4 separate regions of the Zea mays genome follow, and all the other regions are linked to region 1. The links are chromatin contacts, called in public Hi-C maps. All regions are on one chromosome and are shown on one strand. The core of a region is the stretch at or near the end of the contact, and the rest is flanking DNA. Distances in the headings are between cores, read along the strand shown. Region 1 holds the start of LOC100276070. Region 2 holds the start of LOC542298 (60S ribosomal protein L10-3). Region 3 holds the start of LOC100216568. Region 4 holds the start of LOC103626075 (receptor kinase-like protein Xa21).

Evidence for each region. A called contact is a pair of places that touch in the nucleus more often than the background predicts.
Region 2: a contact with region 1 is called in a Hi-C map of ear, with 1.6 times the contacts expected there. The contact joins the promoter of LOC542298 here to the promoter of LOC100276070 in region 1. A contact is called at or near these places in 5 of 25 Hi-C or Micro-C datasets (bundle sheath, ear, endosperm and 2 more).
Region 3: a Hi-C map of endosperm shows a contact between it and region 1, with 2.5 times the contacts expected there. The contact joins the promoter of LOC100216568 here to the promoter of LOC100276070 in region 1. A contact is called at or near these places in 6 of 25 Hi-C or Micro-C datasets (ear, endosperm, leaf and 2 more).
Region 4: a contact with region 1 is called in a Hi-C map of leaf, with 6 times the contacts expected there. The contact joins the promoter of LOC103626075 here to the promoter of LOC100276070 in region 1. A contact is called at or near these places in 1 of 25 Hi-C or Micro-C datasets (leaf) and 1 of 3 datasets of contacts at active chromatin or transcription factors (leaf).

The regions. Positions count from the first base shown.
Region 1 is chr5:20,607,993-20,613,601 of Zm-B73-REFERENCE-NAM-5.0, reverse strand. LOC100276070 reads right to left here and starts at 2,626. Exons shown (of 4, transcript NM_001149951.2): 1 at 2,433-2,626; 2 at 2,042-2,112; 3 at 546-632. The coding sequence starts at 2,535.
Region 2 is chr5:20,382,920-20,388,528 of Zm-B73-REFERENCE-NAM-5.0, reverse strand. LOC542298 (60S ribosomal protein L10-3) reads left to right here and starts at 2,660. Exons shown (of 4, transcript NM_001111885.2): 1 at 2,660-2,737; 2 at 3,367-3,868; 3 at 3,979-4,060; 4 at 4,227-4,480. The coding sequence starts at 2,728. The coding sequence ends at 4,295. It overlaps LOC103626074, which reads left to right and starts at 5,328. Exons shown (of 2, transcript XM_008646451.3): 1 at 5,328-5,609. The coding sequence starts at 5,588. It also overlaps the pseudogene LOC100280510.
Region 3 is chr5:20,822,580-20,828,188 of Zm-B73-REFERENCE-NAM-5.0, reverse strand. LOC100216568 reads right to left here and starts at 2,424. Exons shown (of 8, transcript NR_159537.1): 1 at 1,767-2,424; 2 at 1,515-1,655; 3 at 1,298-1,411; 4 at 567-740.
Region 4 is chr5:20,475,584-20,481,192 of Zm-B73-REFERENCE-NAM-5.0, reverse strand. LOC103626075 (receptor kinase-like protein Xa21) reads right to left here and starts at 2,056. Exons shown (of 2, transcript XM_008646452.4): 1 at 1-2,056. The coding sequence starts at 1,730.

The DNA.
Region 1 (5,609 bases), core at 1,377-3,876:
CAAACTGACAAGAGAGCTAGCCAGCGGCCATGATGAGCACACAATAGCAATAGCGTGAACCTTGTAGATGCACACTAGCCTTCATGGGTCCAGTGGCAAGCATACGACAGTCCACCATGCTAGCTCACACGCAAGCAGCCAAAGGCGGTCCACATTTTCATGCTGAGCTTGCTTAGTTGTGTATATCAATATCTCCCCAGATCTGACCTGGTCCTCATTTCCCAATTGTTTTCCCCGATTTCCTTACCATTTGCTGCCGCATCGTTATTTCTTCAGAAAATAACAAAGATTCCACTGAATAACCGAATACCAAAAAGCGCAGTGCTTGGGTTTGTGGTGACAAAGTTTTTTGCTAAAAGAAACTGAACCAAAGAAACAAGAAACCTAATGCCAGACCTAGGCACAGATGCAACCTTTTATCTTTGACAAATTATTTCTCAGCTACGAATTCTAGTTATCGAAACGTCAGGAACTAATCTACTACTGTGAACAACATTTTACAAGTGTTAGTATAAGTGTATAACTGGTAAATTTTAAAGAATTACCTCAGTCTTGGCTTCCTTCTTTCCACTAAAAAGCTTGTAACCACCATAAAAAATAACCCCCCACATTGAGAGGCTTGCTAGAACAAACTGCACGAGGGAAACATAGTTATAAAAAATATCCATGGTTCAATTAATTACAAAAGAAACTCATGTTCATTTGGAGCTGCTATATAAACAAACCAAAGCACAATAGTACAACTATGATAACAGAAAAACACATGAAAAGCAGATACTGAAGAAAAAAATTACAATATAAAAGAAAATAAAATGACCCCACATTGTGTGGGAGCTTTCAGCACTGGGTGTGTAGAAAGTCAAACAGATATATCATATTCCCTTTGTCCCAAAATATAATTCGTTTTAGACAAAATACACATTCATTAATCAAATTACGAATGTAGTTTGTATGTATGTCGATGTTCATTATCATTCATTCGAATGTGGACGGAAAAAAACAAGGCTAGGAAGAACTATATTTTGGAACGGAGGGAGTATATAAAACCACAACACAGCATAAAGTCCATTTTTAATGACTCGCGGATTGGATGAAAGTCCTCAAAATGTACACCAAATAATTTATTTGTATCTATTAAAAGTTTGAAACAGTGCATGAAAGGTCCAGATTTCATATTAGAAATTTAGAATATATTCAAAATAGCAAGATATATCGAAATGAGTCAGCTATTGTTTGCAGGTGTCATTAGATGTAAGGTGCAATTCAAAATTCATTAGGTACTAACCAAGAACCGTGGGGGGGGGGGGGGGGGAGGAGGAAGGGGAAGATGAGGTTTGGATCTGGGGAAGATCCCTCAACATCAGGATTGTGTGAGGGGGCATGGTTAGTGGAAAACCAACAAGATTCAGTGGCTGCTGAGGCTAACTTGACCTCACCCATTGGCCACCTGGCCTCATTGACCAAGACCTAATTGTAGTGAGGCCACCTTGACTGGTTTCTGAAACACTTCCTGCCAACATATTTTGGCTAGAGGCATGCATGTTGGGTAATTGCAGCCAGTAAAAGGTACTTAGATGAAATATTTCATATGAAGCAAGAAAGATCAGGAAGAAACTCTATGACATGATTCAAATGAGAACAAACTATAGAGTCTAACAGCTCTAGTTTTGCAGATGTATTGTAGATAACAAGTATGTGTGCCAGACAATTTTTGAGAACTTGGCTACAGAATGCATATGGTAAAAAAAAGATATTGATTCAACTGATGACAGAGGCAACCTAAAGATGTAGGTAAACCTGTAATCTGATTACAAGGCCAAAAAGTTTGGCACTAGTTACCAACTTATGTGTTTTCCACCCAGAAGACATTCTACAGTTCCACTTAAGCATCCAAATGAACTCAAGAGCTCAGTGGCAGACCCTTATAAAGAAAATATAATGTACTCACAGGCTGTATGCCTAACACTAGTACGATAATCATCACAACATCAATGTAGTTAGCTTCAATGACTTTAAACAAGATGTTCTAGGGTAAACTCACGTGCTCTTCCTTCCACTTGCTCGGGCTCAACGGATCTTTCCACAAGGGCACCTTCGCAGACCCATGGCCGTCTGGCAAGTACACAAAACGAATCCATAAGCACTCAGCAAGGGTAAGCTATGAATCACAACGACAAGACGCCACAGAAATAACAAGTAGAGGGTACCGACTGCTCGCCTAAAGTTTCTTATGCGCAACCCCACAATCCGACCGCATCGGGACTAGGCTACGTTTATCGCATCATGAACACATCGAATCCAAAACTGGATCTAAATCGCAGGAGACAATCTGGCGAGACTGGTCCAGGAATGGACGCAAGCAACGAGCGGATCCAAACGACCTGCGCCCGCAATCCCTAGATCTGGGAAAAGGGCAGGGAAGGTGCACGTACCTGCGGCACCGGCAAGGCCGCGGCGAGAGATTAGGCGAGCGAGGGGGGACGCTGAGGAGAGGGAGGAGGAGGAGGCCGCCGCCGCAACGAGACGAGACGCCATGGCGATGGATTCGTTTACGCAGCGGTTGTCTCTAGCTTTGGTTCCTCTGCGATGGTCAGGGACGCGGCTGCAAGTTTCTAGGGTCTGCGGAATGTACATGGGCTGGGCTGGGCTGGGCTGAGCTGGGCCGTCTCGGAACGAAACGACTCCAATATATCTGATTCATTATTTATCAAATTATCATGTTGGATTGTTTCTTCAAACCGGCCCTGCTCATCATCATTTATATTTGTGTATGATTTGGGTACTCAAACACGAGAATTTCATATGTCATACTGTTATTGTGAGAACCAGGCGATTTGTAGACTAGTGTTCAATCGATAACTTATTCTAACGAACAAGCATGAGACGGTGCTTATTTGTTGATAGAGAAAGAACAAGGTATAGCGAAGTGACCTTGTGGGTAAAAGAAAAAACAGGGATAAGTTATACTCATATGGTAAAATTCGGACAAGTGCTTAGGTGGTCATGCATGAATTTGGGTGACTACTGTTTACCCAGGTATTTGACCACTAATCAGGGCTAGTTTGAAAACTCAAATCCTCCTATTGATTAGGGAGGGTTGAGTTAGAAATGAATTAATTCCACACTCAATCCCCTCTAATCCGCCGAACTTATTCGGTTAAAAGCGGATTAAAGATTATTGGAGGAGATTAAATCAATTGCTAGTCAAAATTAAATACAAAGGAATTTATGTCTTGTTTGTTTTGACCAGATAGGCCTGTTCTCGGGCTCGTTCCGATCGGAACGAACCAGCTCGGTTTGGAATCCGGTCCAGCTTGCTAGAGCTGCTCGTTTTGACCTAGACCAAAAACAAAATCGTCATTTCCACTCACCCCTCCTAATTCTCGGCCTAGAACAAACCCAAATAATCTATTTTTCGGATCAATTCATGGCCTAGATACGAGTTGATGACTATGAATGGTGACCACTCGATCCTGGGTTGGCTTGTTTATTGGCATGGCTTGCATCCTGGTCTTAATCCCCCCCTAATCTCTAATTTTATGTGAAACTAAACAAGACCTCAAGAGAAATAAAATCCATGCTGGTCAAATGAAACCTATTAAGTTTAACTATATTTATATATAAAAAGTAGCAACATTTATGTTTTTAAATAAGTTTACTATAAAAAATATATATTCAGCAATTCATCTAATGATAACAATTACACGCCGTGAAATATCAACATTATATATATATATATATATATATATATATATATATATATATATATATATATATATATGATTAAAGTTAATGATGATTGAGTTCTTGAAAGGTGGAAAATGGCACTTTTGATGAGACGTGTGCAACGGACCCTTTCTCAGTTCCTCTTCAAGCCGGTGGTTCTGGTCTGGACGAATGCGGATCCTGCACGCAGCGCGCTGCGCGCGCGGATCAGTCGATCAGAGCCGCCCATCGACGGTCGAAGAAGTTACGTACTGGCGTAAAGCGATGCTCATCGATGAAGATCCCATGGCCAGGAATGGAAGAATCCAACTACCAAAGGCAGGAAAGGAGCCTTCATTCGTGACTTCTGCACTCTCTTCCTCGTTGGCTCGCTCATGGAGGAGCAGGATCGAGTAATGGAATATTTATCACGACATATAGATGGAGTTAAAACAAGAGATCGACCAGCTCGGCCAGGGCTCGCTGCTGCCAGGTCATTACTGTTTCTCGAGTATGCACTATACTTTAATTACAGCCAGTACTAGTAGTAGTATTCTTCTTAGACACATGCCCTTCTGTGTTTAAATATACAAACAAAGAAATAACCAATATTTATCGAATCAATCGTTGTTCTACTTAAAAAATAGTACTCCCTCCATCTTAATAAAAAATGTTTGTCATTCTCATTTTCCTAGGAGTCAACTTATTTTTTCGACATTGAGCAAGTATATATAATAAAATGTTGATGTTTGTAGTATATAATTAGTATCATTATATAGATAGATATATGAATCTGTTGTTGTAGTAAAATTACCTAGAGATACAAATGTTGCTAATATTTTTCTATAAATATAGTCAAACTTAAGAAAGTTTAAACACTACAGCAACAAACATTTTGAGTCGGAGAGAGTAGTAATTAATTAGTATGTACAAGCCTTAGGGAGCCCGAGCCCTGTCAGCCCCTTGTCTACGCCACTGCGGCTACGTTAACATCCTGAGAGATAAGAGAGAGAAACGGTGTGTTTGGTTGGTTGGATGCGCTCGTGCGAAACTTTACAGATGCAAAACTCAGACAACTGCATGTGTTTGGTTGCTTGGACGTGTGTCTGGGCCAGGCCACACTCGTGCAAAACATTGGCCTCAGCTAGGCCCATGGGATACAGCCAAAAGGCGCGTTCCACGCGAGCCAGGCTGCGCTCGGCCACTCGCGCTCTCCTCCTCGAGCTCTTCTCGCACTAGAGTTTGGCCGTCGTCTCCTCTCCCCTCCCATCTCTCCCTCTCACGTCTCTTCTCCCCCTCGAGCTCCCCCACGAGCAAGCTCCCGCGTCTCCTCTCCCCCTCGAGCTCTCCATGGAGCTCCCCCCCCCCCCCGCGAGCAAGCTCTCGCGTCTCGTCTCCCCCGCGTGCGAGCTCTCGCGTCTCCTCTCCCTCGCGTTCGAGCTCTCGCGTCTCCTCCCTCTCGCTGTTGTGACACTCCTTCCAGGTAATCTGTTCTTCTTCTGATTTGTAGTACTATTGGTAGTTCTTGGCTGAGATATGATATTTATGCATAAAAATAGCTCTTGGCTGAGATCTGTTCTTCGACTGATCTGGTATAGTTTGCTAATGTCTCTCCTCTCAGATCTGGTATAGTTTGCTAATTTCTCTCCTCTGAGATCCGGTAGTTGTTGGCTGAGATCTGTTCTTCGTCTGATTTGAGCTCTCCCTCTTGCATGGACCCATTTGACCCCTCTCAGATCTGGTATAGTTTGCTAATTTGTTATATAAAAATAGCTTCTGGTGTAGGATTTTGCTGTAGAGTACCATGTTGTCAGTGTTCCTCAGATGATTTTAGGGTTTTAGGGTTTTGCTGCAAACTACCATGCTTCTGGTGTCGCATGCACCCATTTCGCTTCCATGTCTGG
Region 2 (5,609 bases), core at 1,411-3,910, 230 kb after region 1:
AGTTCCGTAAGGGGTGACTAAAAGGGACTAAACCACAATAATTTCACATTTTGCCCCTCATTTGTTTCAGTTGCAGTAATGGTGGGAGAATGTTAAGGGGCATTTTGGTCTTCTTATGAGTCATTTAATACGTTATGAATACTTTTAGTCCCTGTAACCAAGCAGGGTAGGCACTAAACTTTAGTCCCCCGACTAAAATTTAGTCCTTGGACTAAAGGAACCAAACAGGCTCTTAAACTTCTCTATAAGCTGCTTTGATCTAGCTGCGCAGAGAAGCCACTTCCTAGACAAGATGCTGAATAAAAAACCATCGAGTTTGGTATTTCGGATTCTTTTTCAACTTTTTTCTGAGGATTCAGAAATGAACAAGGCTCGCTCCAGTGTACTCATCGCATTAGAGAAAATACATGGCCCGGCCTTCTGTGGAAACACAACTGCTGGAGTTGGTGAGAGTATGGTGCACATGCAGCTCCATGGTCAGATCTCGTCATGAAGGAATGGGGAGGTTGTGCACCGCTCAACCTGGCAGGAACAGTGAGAAGGGAAAGGGACGTGTACGCGGATCTTCCCCTGCGAGTTCCATGGCCAACCAGAGGAGGGAGTAAGATGCAGGGGGGTGTCTCAGTCTCTGGTGATAGATGCAGAGGGTAGTGTGGCAAAGGAGTGGCACGTCCATGGACACAACAGTGCAGGAGCAGAGGTTTTCTGGCAGGGGAGGGAGGTGAAGGCGACACTGCTGTTTGGCGTGGGAGAGAAACGAGGAGCAGCATGGAAGGACATGGGAGGAGCATAAGCAATCATGCAGGGGTTGCATGGTTGAAATTTGAAAAGCTGGACCCCTGCCACTGCTGCAACATTGAATGCTAGTCCATTTCTCACAAGCACTAGATTTAAATTTAAGCCATTTGAAAAGTTTCGCGTTTGGCACCATGAAAAAGATGCAGAAGCTGGAAACCCGATGCAGCAAACAGGCCATAGTCTAGTGCTAAAATAAAAACATGACCCCCCCCCACACACACAATGGCAATCAGCTCTAGTTGTGTAATGAAGACTTTTACCTGGCATCAGCCATCACTTGAACCTTCATGCCGCCACCATAAAGATCATAAAAGAATAGCTTAGATGATGATGTTCTCTTGTTCATGATCCTCCCTTAGTTAAAAAAATATAAGTGAGACCTATATGAATCTCCAAGTTAAGAATACAACAATGGGAAAACAAAAGGAGTTACCAGCTAAACATTCTGTCGCATCTGTAAGCTTCTCCCCATTGTTCAAGGTCTTGTACTTCTCAATGTATTCCACTACAGAGATGCCAACCGGAAACTTATGTGGATAGGGGTTTACACCTGCGGCCTTGAGTGAATCAAGAGTCTTGAGCCTATTCTCGTAGTATTGCTGCAGCAGGAAACACATCCATCCAATAAGAGTAAGTATAAGGAACAGAATTCAAAACGCTAGGCAGGGAAAGCAAGATGCACATACAGTGGGATCCATGTCATCATCGTCAGCAGCAGATGCCTTCTGAGGCTTTCCACTAGCAGCAGCAGCCGCCGCCGCCTACAACAACAGATGGCACACATCAATTTTGAGCCTTGGCACTAACATAGTGAAAACTTAACTTCTAACACGAGCATTTGAGTAATCTTCTAGAGCTAACGAATCAAACAATACTTGGTGGAAGCAATGACATATTCTGACCAAATTTATCCAGGGTTCACTGATATAGCACATAACAGGAACTGCAATAAGTGGAAGAAACAACAGCATAAATTGATAAATGATCCTCGCCTTGTTCTTTTTCTCTTCCTCCTTGAGCCTCCGCTCCTCTTCCAGCTTCTTCCTCTTCTCCTCTCTCTTCTTCGCGCTGCACACATCAAACACGCAACAACCAACCCCGGAATCAGGAAACAGAAATGGCAAGGAAAACCAACGGGCTCAAGTGAGAGGAATGCTCGATTGTCCCTACTTCTTCGAGAGCTGCAGCTCCTCTCCGCCTTCACCCGCCGGCGGAGGATTCTGCCCGGCGCCGCCCGTTGAAAGCTCCGCGAGCTTCTCCACCAGACCAGACGCCGAGCCCGCGCCGTCCGCCATGTCACGCGCGGGACTCTCTAGGTTTCGTTGTGAGGGGGCGAGCGCGGTGAGTGTGGACTGTGGAGGCGCAGGTGTGATGGTAGTAGAGTGGTAGGGTTTTAGGGCAGCTCGTGGTGGCGCGGAGGAAAGGAAAACCGTCGTAGCCGCCAAGCCATCTGATCCCCACGGCCACGGCATCAACATGGGCTGACCTTTTTGGCCCGTGAGAACTAACAACCCTGTTTGAGTGTTTTGATGTGGACAACGTGGGCTCAGCCCAACACGGCCCTGCTACTGATTTTTTTCAGTGTCCAGCTCGAGTGGGCGAGTGGCGGGGAGAGGAGGCGGCGGCGGCAAGGGCGCGACGGGGGAGGATGATGTCGCTGCAGCCTGCAGGAGTTGTGTTCTCTGGCCTTGAGAGAAAGGAGTCGCCAATTTTAGTGGGCTCCTGTTGTGTTTTTCGGTCCATTCCTCCCAAGGCCCAGCATCTGCCAGTCGCATGCCGTGACGCACAAAACCCACGGCGGCACGGCTCCATTCCGCGTCCGCACTCTCTATATAAAGTGTCCCTCTCTTCCCTCCAAGCCCTAGACGCACCCCTTCCTCGTTTCGCCGCCTCCGCCGACACCGACTGCCTACCTCAGCTGCCGTCGCCATGGGCAGAAGTAAGTTCGCCTTTTTGATTAACCTCCTTCGTACGCTTCTACTGCGTTGATTGTTGCAGTCCATAGGGTACTTTCTTTTAGTCCGGCGCAAATTTCGACTAGATCCACACGAAATCGGGTATATGCTTTTGATGATCCCGGGGTTCTTACTGTCCACGGGCTTAATATTTGATGTTTGTTTGCTGAGTTGATGATTTGTGGAACTCGCAAAGTTGTTACGTATTATCGTATAAAGAAGAGAATGGCTGGGACCTGGGGGATTTGGTACCATATATTCACATTTCCTGTGTATAAAGTCAACACGCTCATAATTTAGAATCCGTGTAGACCTTTATCTGTCAAAAAAGGGGAGTATTAGTCATATTCCATGGCATTGTGAATAACGCATTTAGTATTAGTATTCGTTTGTATGCCATGAATCAACACTATAGGACCAATCTGTCTACACTTCATTTGCTCATTCTGCCTGCTTAATAAAAGCACTGTTGTATATTTTGTAGAAAATAATGCTCTGTTTTGCATCAATTCAATGATTTATATCTGTTTGCACTGAATAATTTTATCACTGCAGTGCATTGCTATTATGCTGTTGATAAAATTGAGCTTTATGTTTCTGAAACTTTGCTTAGGGCCTGCTAGATGCTATCGCCAGATCAAGAACAAGCCGTACCCTAAGTCCAGGTACTGCCGTGGTGTCCCTGACCCCAAGATCAGGATCTACGATGTCGGGATGAAGAGGAAGGGTGTTGATGAGTTCCCCTACTGTGTGCACCTTGTCTCTTGGGAGAAGGAGAATGTCTCCAGTGAGGCGCTCGAGGCTGCCCGCATTGCCTGCAACAAGTACATGACCAAGTCTGCAGGAAAGGATGCCTTCCACCTTAGGGTCCGGGTTCACCCGTTCCATGTCCTCCGTATCAACAAGATGCTTTCCTGTGCCGGGGCTGATAGGCTCCAGACTGGAATGAGGGGTGCCTTTGGCAAGCCTCAGGGCACCTGTGCTAGGGTGGACATTGGTCAGGTCCTCCTTTCCGTGCGATGCAAGGACAACAATGCTGCCCATGCCAGCGAAGCTCTGCGTCGCGCTAAGTTCAAGTTCCCTGGCCGCCAAAAGATCATTGAGAGCAGAAAGTGGTGAGTGCATAATAGTTCATTGCTGCTGTGGAATTAAACTGTCACAGTATAGTAACTTGCATAAGTTATTTTGTATTATTATTGTTTATAATGTGCACTATCTTGTTCAGGGGCTTCACCAAGTTCAGCCGCGCTGACTACCTGAAGTACAAGAGCGAGGGCAGAATTGTTCCTGATGGTGTCAACGCAAAGGTACACCATCGTTTTCCCTTGGATAATGCGTATTTTTTTTATTTTGGACGATCCATGCTTGATAACAGTTTCTACCTTTACATCTCTGAGCAGTCTTCTAATGTTTGCTCTCTCATCTACGAGGGCAGTCCATAATCTAATGTTATCTTCTCCCTACCTTTTACAGCTGCTCGGCAACCACGGCAGACTTGAGAAGCGTGCTCCTGGGAAGGCTTTCCTCGATGCCGTTGCTTAAGTGCGGATGCGAATCCTGACGTTTTGCTTTAGCGTATCTTACTTTGCTTCGTGGAACATGAATTTCAAGTGTTTTGAGGGTATTACAGTGCCTTATGTGAACTTGCCTATCTTGTGCTGAACATCGGAATGTATCCTCCGAGTATGTTTAATCGCATTAATTTTATTGGAAATTGGTTGCGGAACAATGTCCAATTTACTCGAATTTGATTTCACCACGATCTTTTCTTATCCTTAAAATTTGTATAGAATACGTATTTGTGTGCCATCGCCTTTCCGGAGCTCACCAAACAGTCGTTCCTGCAGCAGCGTGAAACTGGACTTCAGAGAGAATATTGGGACGAGAGTGCGCGGCGGAGTTGTACATTTTTTTTGTTTTTCTTCTAAAATAGGATTTAGGATTAGGTGTTTTGGATTTGTTGGAGTTGCTCTCAGGTTTAATTATTTTTAATCCCTAAAATACCAAACGGATGACTAAAATAGGTATTCTAAATAGGATTTCTAGTGACTAGGGTTTAGGAGGGTAACTAATGGGATGTTTGGTTTGAGGAATGATCTAGTCTATTATCTTCTCACTCAATATTTTTGTTTGGTTTGTGGAATAGAATGGGTTGATCCATCACCGTCTCATTCTGTATAGTTATTTAGTTAGTACTAATATGAGGAATGAGGTCATCCCACCAAATTTGAGGAATGAATCTATGATGCACCACCTTAATTTGGATAGAGTGATTTCTTAAACCAAACATCCACTAAGTAATCAAACATGGCATTAACAGGACACGCATTTTCCTACATTGGGCTGTTTGATCAACTGATAACCAGCAGCCCGTAACCATCAGGTGAACATGGTCGGGAGCAACCACGAGATGGAGTTAGGCTGGTGCCAATGCAGGCTATAGTGAGGGCGATAGCGCCCAGCAGGAGGCGAGAGCGACCCGGCGGGCGCTACTGCCACCGCCCGGCGAGAGCGGGCGATATCGCCCCGCTCTCGCCTGCACTGGAGCGCGCGCCGGGCGAGAGGGAGGCGATAGGCAGGCGAGAGCGGGGCGACGCGTTGGCGATGGCGTCTTCGCGGGCGAGAGCGAGGGGCGATAGTGAGGTGGCGGCTTCTGATTGGTCCACGTGTGCTAGCCGTTTTTGACCGTTTGGAGTCCAAAAAATTCGAAAAAATTTGCAAAAAATCACAAATTTCATCCTCAATCCATCTATATATACCCCTACCCGGGTGGAGCTCATTCCACACACCATTCCATCTCATTTTTCTCTTCCAAACTCCCCTTTCTTCACACAATGTCGGGTTGGTCCCCAGATT
Region 3 (5,609 bases), core at 1,175-3,674, 210 kb before region 1:
CCAAACATTGTTTCAACTTTGTCAGAACAGGAAAGAAGAAAGACAAAATAGCTAGTAATTAGAAATATTTGCAACAACATTATCAAGAGACAGGTATGTTATTGTTACGAGCCCTGCTGCATGTTCACTTGAAAACCTCCAATAATGGAGTGAGGGAGGGTAGTAAAAGCACAAGCATAGAATGATGAAGGGTTTCTAACTTGAGTGCTACAACATTGGAAAAGCAAATAAAATGGTTAAGTACACACGGTTCTGCTGTTGCTAACAATGATATAATTAAGTTCAGTTCTAGCTTTGAATTATTCTGCTACATGTGATGTCTGTAGAAGTCATCATTCTATGCCCAGAGGCAGGAGTATATATTACACACATACCACTATAAAGGTAGACAATTAATCCCAAAGATATGGGTAGTATCAAAACAATAATTCATGTGGCCGATATGTATAAAATGCCCATGGGTTGTTCGTAATGACAGTGAAGATAAGAAGCACAACTCTTTTAATGCTTGCTCGATTCTCGCCCTGCAAACTGATTAAACTTATTCAGGGAAGATGAATCCTTACAGTAAGCATGGGCCAGAATGTGGACTTGAGCTCGTTGTAGATAGTGGTAGGTGATTCCAACCGAAGGAAACCCAAGACCACAAAGTAGATACTGTTCCAGATCGCAGACCAGATGGTCTGATCGAATGCAACCTTTGCAGGGACAACCCACCAATCCTTGAATGGGAACAGTGCCTGTCAACATAACAAAAGTATTTACTCCATCAGGTTTGCCTTAGAAAGCATGTTAGCCTCCAAAATTGTTGAAAAAATTAAAATGATTCATATATATGTGCCGATTAGTCAAGCTCTATCCGGTGATGTTTTCAAGTCATCCGAGTCGCGATTAATCGTCCAAGTCGGTTTGGACCAATCACGATTAATCGCCCAAGTCGTCCGACTAATCGTGATTAATCGACCTAGTCGGTCAGCCAGAACGACCAGCAAGTCGTCCGACTTGAAAACGTTGAGACTACCCCCCTTTATTTAGTTGTATGCATCAACTCAAGAGCTCTATCTGGTGCCTGCTATGTGCCGATTAGTTGAGCCCCACGATTAAATGTCAAACTGATGGTAAAAGTTGGCCAAATCATCACATACTTGAACACCTTAAAACCCGTTTCATTTGCTTCGTCAATTCATCAACTTAAGAATTTTCATAGCTTTTTGTGCGGTTGAAATACGTCACATAAGGGCAATTTTGACTTGAATGTACAAAAACAAGGCTGAGCAGATCATGTAGCAATGGTTACCTCGCATATATGGTAGTAGTAATGTGAAAGTGACCCATGAAGCGTGAACCCAACAAGGCCAGACCGGAACATCCTAGCACGGTCGAAATCAAATATCGGCTTGCCTTCGTAGCACTGCAAGCATAAGCAACAAAAAACAACGGCAGTCAGTAATCACACTAATGCTTGTCTTATTGAATAGTGGTAGAGTGGCTGTGGAATTGAAGTGTGAAGGCACCTGTGCAATCCAGTCACCAAGGGAGTAGACGACACCGCTGATCATCATCTTGGCTAGAACCGGGTTGGCTTTGAGGGCCTCCTCGTATGCGGACCAGTTGTGCTCCGGCATATAGCGCAGGATCTCGAAGATCGTCCACCCCTGTGTACCGAGAAAGAGAAACCAAATCAATACGCCCGCCAGTACATGGCTCCGAATCCAATCAGGGACTAATTAAATATGAAAGGGAATGAAGAAACATAGGGGACTCACATGCCAGTAGTCCTGGTCGACGGTGAGCAGCTTGGTGAGAGCGTAGGTGCTGGCCCCGAGCACGATGGCCGTGTTGATGCCCCGGTCCAGCATCTTGTTGCCGCCGCCACCGCCGGAGGCCCCGGAGCCCGCTCCGCCGCCGGTGAAGCCCCCGCCCACGTCGCCCTGGAAGGCGAGCCCTCCGATGTCGAGCTGGCTTCCGCCCAGCTGCTCGTCCGGCTGCTCCTCCAGCCTCCCGGGCACCACGGCCTCCCCCTCGGCCCCCGGGCCAGGCAGCACGTCCGCTTCATCCCCCGCAGCGGCGAACCGCAGGGCGCGCCGGAGCCGCTTGGTCGGCCTTGGGAGCCGGAGAAGAGACGGGCCGGCGGAGGGGAACAGCCGCCTGGAGGCGGGGGATGGGGTGGCCACAGTCGCCACGGCCGCCGCTGCCATCGCTGCGCGCTCCTCGGATCGCTACCCGACCACACGCGCACTGCACTGACGCTCGTCCCGCCTCTCTTACCTCGTGGCAGCGGCGCAGCGCGCACGCTTTTATCCACCACGCCGCGATCGCGCGCGGCTGCCTATGGATCTGGAGCGGGCGGGGCCTACAGCCTACTGTCGCTGGCCCTGTGGACGTGAGCCGCGCTTGCTCGCTCGCCTTGAGACTGAGGGAGGTTCCGTTCCACCGATCGGTTTGCCGTCTCGCGGAAGAGGATCGAGGTGGGGAGGGTGATTTTTTGTGGATGTGGTGGGAGGGTGAGATTTGAGCCGCTTGTCTCAGGCGGCTGTGGGCCAGTAAGCAAGATTCCACTGAACAAGGCGGCCGCTCGTGGTACTCATGCCAGCAACCCACAAAAAAATATTACTCAGACAATTATTGCAAAGGAAATAAAAATTATCTAAGTAATTACTTTAAATGCATCACGTAATTCAAATTTTACTAATAACAGTGTTTAGGGCTAGTTTAAGAACATCAATTTCCAAAAAAAAATTATTTTATTAAGAAAAACTAGTTCATTCTTATTGAGAAAACAGAGTTGTCAAACTAGATTGTAGCACAACTATCTATTGGATTATACTCCCACAAGTCTTAGAATGCCAAATGGCGAATGGGAAGTTTCACGTCACACTTTTGGCATCTTGTTGGGTAATCTCGGTAGCCTGATAAAAAAAATGACAAATTTAATATTATTATAGCAGCTTACCCATACACATATCTATGGGGCACGATTGCCGGCGAAGATCACGGTCGAGACGGTGTCTACTGTGACGATCATCACGTGGAATGTGCGGCGCGGGCAGGGGCAGGGGGCGTCGACAGTCAAAGGGTGGAGGCATGGTAGCGCATGTTGGGGCGGAAGGCTAGGCAAGGGGAACGATGTGCGCGCATGTGGTCTGCACTACGTGCTTAATATAGGTAGTAGAGATATTAAGTATTGTATACTTCAAAAAAAAATAAATATTCTAATATTGTATGATGTAGTTAAGAACTCTCTTTTTAGGCTATATTTTGTGTGATATGAGGTCATGATGCTACTATTTAATTTAAATGATGATGCTGAACTTATGGTAAAATTGTATTGGTTCGATGAATTTAACATGTTGAATACAATGATAATACACTATTTTAGTACTTGATGAGATATGGTGTTTCGATATTTTGTATTTAGAACTTACTTTTGTGATTAAAATGTTCATATAAAATGTTGGTGGTATAGGGATACCTGCTACCTATAGTGGGTTATGAGTATGAAGCAATTTAATATCCATAATAGGTACAAATAGACATATATTTTTTTCTCTAGTAAGCATGAGTACTCGTAACTTTGTCCTTAGCGAGAGAAATCCTCTCGCCGACTCGTGAGGTCGGAAGAAAGAAAATATGGTTTCACCTGTCCCAAACGCACTCGCTTCCGTAGGAACGGCATACTCTAGAAATTTCTACAGAGATCCTTCAATCCAAACCACGGGCGTCAACCACGATGCGGACTGCGGAGAAGGCGCGGCGAGTTCAGATCCGGAACACCCTTGCGTGTCAAAAACCATCTCCGCACACGACAGACTAGTACTAGGTATACAGTACTAGAAACAAACAGAACCCGTCGAACCGTGAAGGCTAGTACTCCTGATTCCTGAAGGCGCGATCGACCGGAACCAGCGGTCGGGCTCTGGAACGGCCACGGCTCAGACTCGGCGGCGGCGGGGGCCGCACCCGTTCCGTGCACCACACCCGCGACCGAGCCGGCTGCCCGTGGTCCACACGTCCTGTGCTCGCCGATTCGTGACTTGTGGACGACATCTCGCTGAGTACGTCTACGCCGTCATGTCCTGCCTGTCTGCTCGCTCGATCACGGAGAAATAGTGGTAGAAAACGCGGCCACGTCAAAATTCACTCAAAATTGAAGCCTAAAAACAGGGCTAGCAACGGCGATCGGGGCGAGATAGTAGAAGCAGGCTCCAGAATCCAGTCCAGACTTGGCGGCCCCGGCAGCATCGGGCCTAGCCCAAACAAGAAGGCCCAGTGTTAAAGTGGTCCCATGAAAACCGGAGGGAGCCTGTTGGACCTGGATGTAGCCTGTATATGCAATGCAGCTACAAAGTTTTGCCACAAAATCCAATGAGAACGTTGTGGTGTACTCGTCTTCAGCCATAGATCTATCTACCCCCGACGTTGCACTGAGCACCAGCCAGTCAGTCCAGTCATGCAGGTGCAGTAACGCGCGCCTACCTACCCTGAACCAACCTGGACGATAGCTAGACATCAGTACTGTTACTGCTCGACGGCCGGTCGGTTGCCGTACGTCAGAACGGAACGGTCGTACAACTAGACAGCGCTACAAACAACAACAACAACGCACTGTGGCAGTCACGGAGTGGAGCTCCGACCCGCCGCCGCCGGAAATAAATGCCCGTCCGAGAACGGCGGCGACAAGGCCATGCATGCACTGCACGGCCATCTCGGTCGATGATGCACGGATGGCACGATAGTAATGTGAATGGTCCAACACGTTACTGAGCAAGCAACGAAGCTAGCGAATTTGCGAGAGACGAACAAAAACGTGGAGGAGAAACTGAGGCCACCAGCAGCACCACACCAGCTCTAGCCTCTAGAGGAAGATGAAGCACTCCATGGCCACCGAGGGGTTCTGGTGGCCCAGCGCGCCTTCCTCGCCCTCCGCCAGCTTCGTCCTCTGCTCCGCTCCTACTCCTCCGCCCAGCAACGCCGCCCGCTCAGCGTCGGGCCCGCCGTCTCTGATGACCCGCGCCGGCCTGCTGCCTCGCTCGGGGGTGCCGTGCTCCTTCGCCGCCGCCTTGCGCACGGGGCTCGCGGGCCGGTGGACCGCGCTGGGACTGGGAGAGGCGGGCGCGCGCCTACGCGTCGCCGGGGAGACCGACCGCCGGCCGGACCGCTCGCCAGGGTCCCGCCCCCGCTCCCGCCCGGAGAGCGCGACGCCTGCCCCGTGGCCGTGGCCGTTGCCGTTGATGGCGAAGGCACTGAGGGAAAGGGACCGCTTCGACGACGGAAGCGCCATGTCGGCCTCCCTGGCCGAGTGCGTCCGCCGGACGGCGCTCTCGGCGGCGCGCCTCGCCGCGGACGGCGAGAACCGGCCGCTGCGGCACCCGATGCCCGACACCACCGCCGGATGTTCCCGCCGCGCCGGATGGTGCTGGTGGCCCTGGCCCTGGCCCTGGCCGCCGCTCTGCTGCCTCCTGTGCGCCGACGAGGGTGACGGAGACCGCGCCCGCACGTGCCCGTTAACGGCGCCCGCGCCCGCGCCCGCTCCCTTGGGCTTGCGGCTCTCCTCCGGCTCCGGCGTCGTCCTCCGGGCCGTAGGCTTCCCTTTCTCCGGCGCGTCCAGC
Region 4 (5,609 bases), core at 807-3,306, 130 kb after region 1:
AGCACGCGGAGGCCCTTGATGTCGCCTAGAGCCTCAGGTATGCTTCCCTGGAACGAGTTGCTGTCCAGCAGGAGCTCCTCCAGAACCACGCAGTCTCTGATGCCTGCCGGTAGCTGGCCGGACAGCTGGTTTCCTGACAGTCTCAGCGTGTTGAGGTTGGCCAGCCTTCCGACGTTGGGAGGGAGTGGTCCGGAGAGGGAGTTGTGTGACAAGTCCAGGAGCAGCGAAAGAGACTGCAGCTGGAATGTTTCTTCAGGGATCGAGCCGTTCAGGTGGTTGCTTGAAAGATCAAGGCTGGTGAGGTCGGTGAGCTTTCCGAGATTCCTCGGGATTGATCCTCCCAGGCTGTTGCCGCTCGCCGATAGCTTCATGAGCTTGGTGAGATTCCCCACCGATGACGGTACCGGCCCCGACAGGCTATTGTTGTCCAGGTGTAGCTCAACCAGGTTCTCCATCCTCCCGATGCTATCAGGAATTGCTCCTGAGATGTCAGTATCCGTCAGAACAAGTACTTTCAGGCCGACCAGGTTTCCGATCTCCGAGGGGATGCTCCCGGAGATCGCAAGGTTTTCTAGGTAAAGCCACTCAAGTGTTGTCGAGAGCTTAGCAACCGAAGCAGGAAGATCTCCGGTGAAATCGTTGCCACCCAGACCGAAAAGATTTAGCTTGCTGCAGTTGGCCAACGACTCCATGAATTCCCACCCCTCCATTTTGTCCCCCGCTTCGAGCATGTTGTCGTCCAGCAGCAGTTTCCACAGATCCTGCAGCCTCCCAAGATCGCGAGGCACGAGGCCGCTGAACCGGTTCTCTGACAGCTCGAGCTCTACGAGCTGGGTGAGGTTGGAGATGGTGGGAGGGATCGCCCCGCTGAAATGGTTCTCGAACAAGGCCAGATACCGCAGCCGAGGGAGCTGCACGTGGATCCCGGCAGGGATGCCTCCGTGCAGCGCGTTCTGCCCCACGTCGAGGCTCGCCAGCGACGACACGTTGTACAGCGGCGCCGGGATCTCGCCGCGCAGGTGGTTGTGGCAGAGGTCGACGTACTCGAGGCGCGCCATGTTGCGGCCGAGCTCCGGAGGTATCGGGCCGTCCAAGGCGTTGAGCCCAAGGCCGAGCTGGCGCAGCGACGTCAGGTTGGCCAGCGACGCTGGGAGGGCCCCCGTGACGCTGTTGTTGGTGAGCCAGAGCACCTCGAGCCGCGCCAGCGCGCCGCCGAGCCCCGCCGGTACGTGCCCGCTGAGCCTGTTGCTGCCGAGGTTTAGGTACCTCAGGCTGGTGCAGGCGGTGAGGTTGCCGGGGACCGCGCCGGACAAGGTGTTGACACTGAGGTCGAGCGTCCGGAGGCGGCGCAGGCGGCCGAGGCTCGCGGGGATCTCGCCGCGCAGCCAGTTGGAGCTCAGATCGAGCTCCCGCAGCGACGACAGGTTGCCGACGGCCGGCGAGAGCGTCCCGGAGAGCCCGAGGGAGCGCAGCCTCAGCGCCACCACACGTCCGATGCGGCTGCACTTGACGCCATCCCAGGTGCACGGGCCGGCGCCGCTGCCGTTCCACGACGCGAGCACGGCGCCACTAGTGCCGCTGCTGCTGCCGACGGCCGCGGCCTTGAAGGCGAGCAGAGCCGCGGTGTCCTCGCTCTCGGCTCCCGCTTCCGCGAGCGCCAGGGCAATGGGCAGGGACGACAAGGACAGCAGCAGGGAGAGGAGGACCATGGTCTGTGGAGTGATCGCCATGCCCGGCCGTTGCTTTGGAGCTTGGAATGTAACAGCAGTCAGCAGCTACTACTTATAGCACGACGCAGATGCCAGATGGTGCCTGACTCTTTCAATTGCCGTTGCGTTGACGACATTGTCGTTAAGTCTTCTCTTCGACTCGTGCTAGGCGGCCGCCGGCCGCTGCACGGCGAAGGATCGAGACAGGAGTGGGCTTTTGCGACTAAAGTATGACCTGAGTGCAGGTACGTCATTTTCCGGCCTGACGCAGATCCCACTATCGCGTAGGGATGGCAACACGCAAAATCAGGTTGGGTAGATAATCCGCCCCCATGGACTCGAAAACAGAGTTTAAAATCCAAAGCTGTCCTGAGCATCGATCTTTGTGAAAATTTTTGTTATTATCTGTTAGGAACCTGTCCTATATGGTACAGGTCGGCCCAACTAACTGAAATGAGCACTACAAAGAGCAGAAACAAGGCAAGGGCCAGGGACCATCGGATATTCAGAATACACCACTCGTATCATCCACTTCTTCCTATAGCGGTTAGACGTCTCTCCTCATCCTGCTAAGATGTGCTTCTGATGCTTCTTCACCTATCGATCTGATTCATCTTCTTCCCTTCCCTGATTGCTACTTCCCAAACTCCATCTCTGTACTAGTGTATGCATGTATCAGATTTATACCCTTGCCTTGGTGGTGGCTGTTGTGTTCATGTGATTGGAGGTTGCTAACAATTGGTACCAGAGGAGTTCGAATTCCTGGAAATTTCTCTTCTGTTGGATGACAATCGTTGGGAAGATCAGTGTTGCACTTTGAGGTCAGATTTGGACAGTGGGAACAACATCCAGAGTGGTGCCTACAAGGTGTTCGAGGATATGTTCCCAAGCAGTTTTGAAGATTGGTGAAAGGGAAATAGGCTTACACCTTTTCCTAAATGATTTTGGTGGTTCAATTGGCCAACACAAATAATTAAACTAACTAGTTTGCTCTATATTATAAGTTTTACAGGTGTCAAAGGTTCAACACAAACCAATAAAAAGTCCAAGAAAGAGTTCAAAAAAAAAGAGCAAAAGACAACCCAAAGGCAGCCCTGGTCTGGCGCACCGGATAGTGTCCGGTGCACCAGGGAACCCAACTCCGAACTTACCACCTTCGGGAATTCGGGGAGGCCGCTCCGCTATAATTCACCGGACTGTCCGGTGTGCCAAGCGGAGCAACGGCTCCAAGCGCCAACGGTCACCTGCAACGCTACAGTGCACGCCTGCGCACGCAGAAGTCAGAGCAGGCACCAGAGGCGCACCAGGAAGTGAACAGGACCTGTCCGGTGCCCCACCGGACTGTCCGGTGGCCCCACTTGTCAGAGCTCCAACGGTCGGAACCCAACGGCATGGTGACGTGGCTGGCGCACCGGACTGTCCGGTGCGCCATACGACAGCAGCCTTCACCAACGGTTCTTTTGGTGGTTGGGGCTATAAATATCCCCCAACCACCACACTTCAATGCATCCAAGTTTTCAGCCATCAAACCTCATACAAGAGCTCTAGACTTCATTCAAAGACACAATCAAAGAGATCAAATTCTCTCCCAAGTCCGGAATCATTCCAAACAAATTAGTGACTTGAGAGAGAGACATTTGTGTTCATTTGAGCTCTTGCGCTTGGATTGCTTTTATTCTTCCTCTATTCTTGTTTCCAACTCACTTGTAATCAAAGCAAGAGACACCAATTGTGTGGTGGTCCTTGTGGGGACTTAGTGTCCCATTTGATTGAGAAGAGAAGCTCACTCGGTCTAGGTGACCGTTTGAGAGAGGGAAAGGGTTGAAAGAGACCCGGTCTTTGTGACCACCTCAACGGGGAGTAGGTTTGCAAGAACCGAACCTCGATAAAACAAATCACCGTGTCATCCGTTCTTATTCGCTTGCGATTTGTTTTCGCACTCTCTTTCGGACTCGTTTACATCTCTAACGCTAACCCTGGCTTGTAGTTGTGCTTAAACCTAATAAATTTCAGATTTGCCTATTCACCCCCCTCTAGGCGACTTTCAATTGGTATCAGAGCCTGATACTTCATTAAGAGCCTAACCGCTCGAAGTGATGTCGGGAGCTCACGCCAAGAAGGAGATGATGACCGGCGAGAAGCCCGCCACAAGCCACGGGAAGACTCCATCGGGGGAGTCCGCAAATAAGAAGAGGGAGGAATCACCTCCCCGCGTCAAGTCGCACCGGAGTGGCGACAAGAAGAAGAAAATGAAGAAGGTGGTCTACTACGAGACCGATTCTTCATCGCCCTCCACCTCCAGCTCCGACACGCCTTCCGTCACTTCTAAGCGCCATGAGCGCAAGAAGTTTAGTAAGATCCCCTTACGCTATCCTCGCATTTCCAAACGCACCCCTTTACTTTCCGTTCCACTAGGCAAACCACCGGTTTTTTACGGTGAAGATTATTGTATGTGGAGTGATAAAATGAGGCACCATCTAACCTCACTCCACGCTAGCATTTGGGACATTGTTGAGTTTGGTGCACAGGAACCATCCGTAGGGGATGAAGGTTATGATTCGGACGAGGTAGCCCAAATCCGGCACTTCAACTCCTAAGCCACCACTATACTCCTCGCCTCTCTAAGTCGAGAGGAGTATAACAAGGTGCAAGGGTTGAAGAACGCCAAAGAGATTTGGGACATACTCAAGACCGCGCACAAAGGAGACGAGGTGACCAAGATCACCAAGAGGGAAACGATCGAGGGGGAGCTCGGTCGCTTCCTGCTTCACCAAGGAGAGGAGCCGCAAGCCATGTACAACCGGCTCAAGACCTTGGTGAACCAAGTGTGCAACCCCAGGAGCACCAAATGGGATGACCATGAAATGGTCAAGGTTATTCTTAGATCACTCGTTTTCCTTAACCCTACTCAAGTTCAATTAATTCGTGGTGATCCAAGATATAAATTAATGTCTCCCAAGGAAGTTATAGGAAAATTTGTGAGCTTTGAATTGATGATCAAAGGCTCCAAGAAAATCATCGAGCAAGGCGTCTCCTCCACACCCGATGTGCAACCCGTTGCATTCAAAGCAACGGAGGAGAAGAAAGATGAGTCTACGTCAAGTAGGCTCCACAACGACGCCTCCAAGCTCGACAACGAGGAGATGGCGCTCATCATCAAGAGCTTTCACCAAATCCTCAAGCAAAGCAGGGGGAAGGACTACAAGCCCCGCTCCAATAAAGTTTTCTACAAGTGTGGTAAGCTCGGTCATTTTATCGCTAAATGTCCTTTATCTAGTGATAGTGACAGGGATAACGACAAGAGGGGAAAGAGGAAGGAGAAGAAGAAGTACTACAAGAAGAAGGGCGGCGATGCCCATGTTTGTCGGGAATGAGACTCCGATGAGAGCTCCACCGACTCCTCCTCCGACGAGGACACCGCCAACATCGCCGTCAACAAGGGCCTTCTCTTCCCCAACGTCGGCCACAAGTGCCATGGCAAAGGACGACAAGAAGAAGAAGGTAAAATCAAGATCCTCCACTAAGTATGCAACCTCTAGTGATGAGGATAATTCTAGTGATGATGAGGATAACTTGCTTACTCTTTTTGCCAATCTTAACATGCAACAAAAAGAGAAATTGAATGAATTGATTAGTGCTATTCATGAGAAGGATGAACTCTTGGATAGTCAAGAGGATTTCCTTATAAAGGAAAACAAAAAGCATGTTAAGACTAAAAATGCTTATGCTCAGGAGGTAGAGAAAAATGAAAAATTAACTAGTGAGCTTAGCACTTACCATGACACTATTTCTAGCCTTAGAAATGAAAATGCCAAATTAATTGCTAAGGTTGAGAAGTTAGATGTTTGTGATGATTCAATTGTTAATCTTAGAAATGATAATGCTAGTTTAATTGCTAAG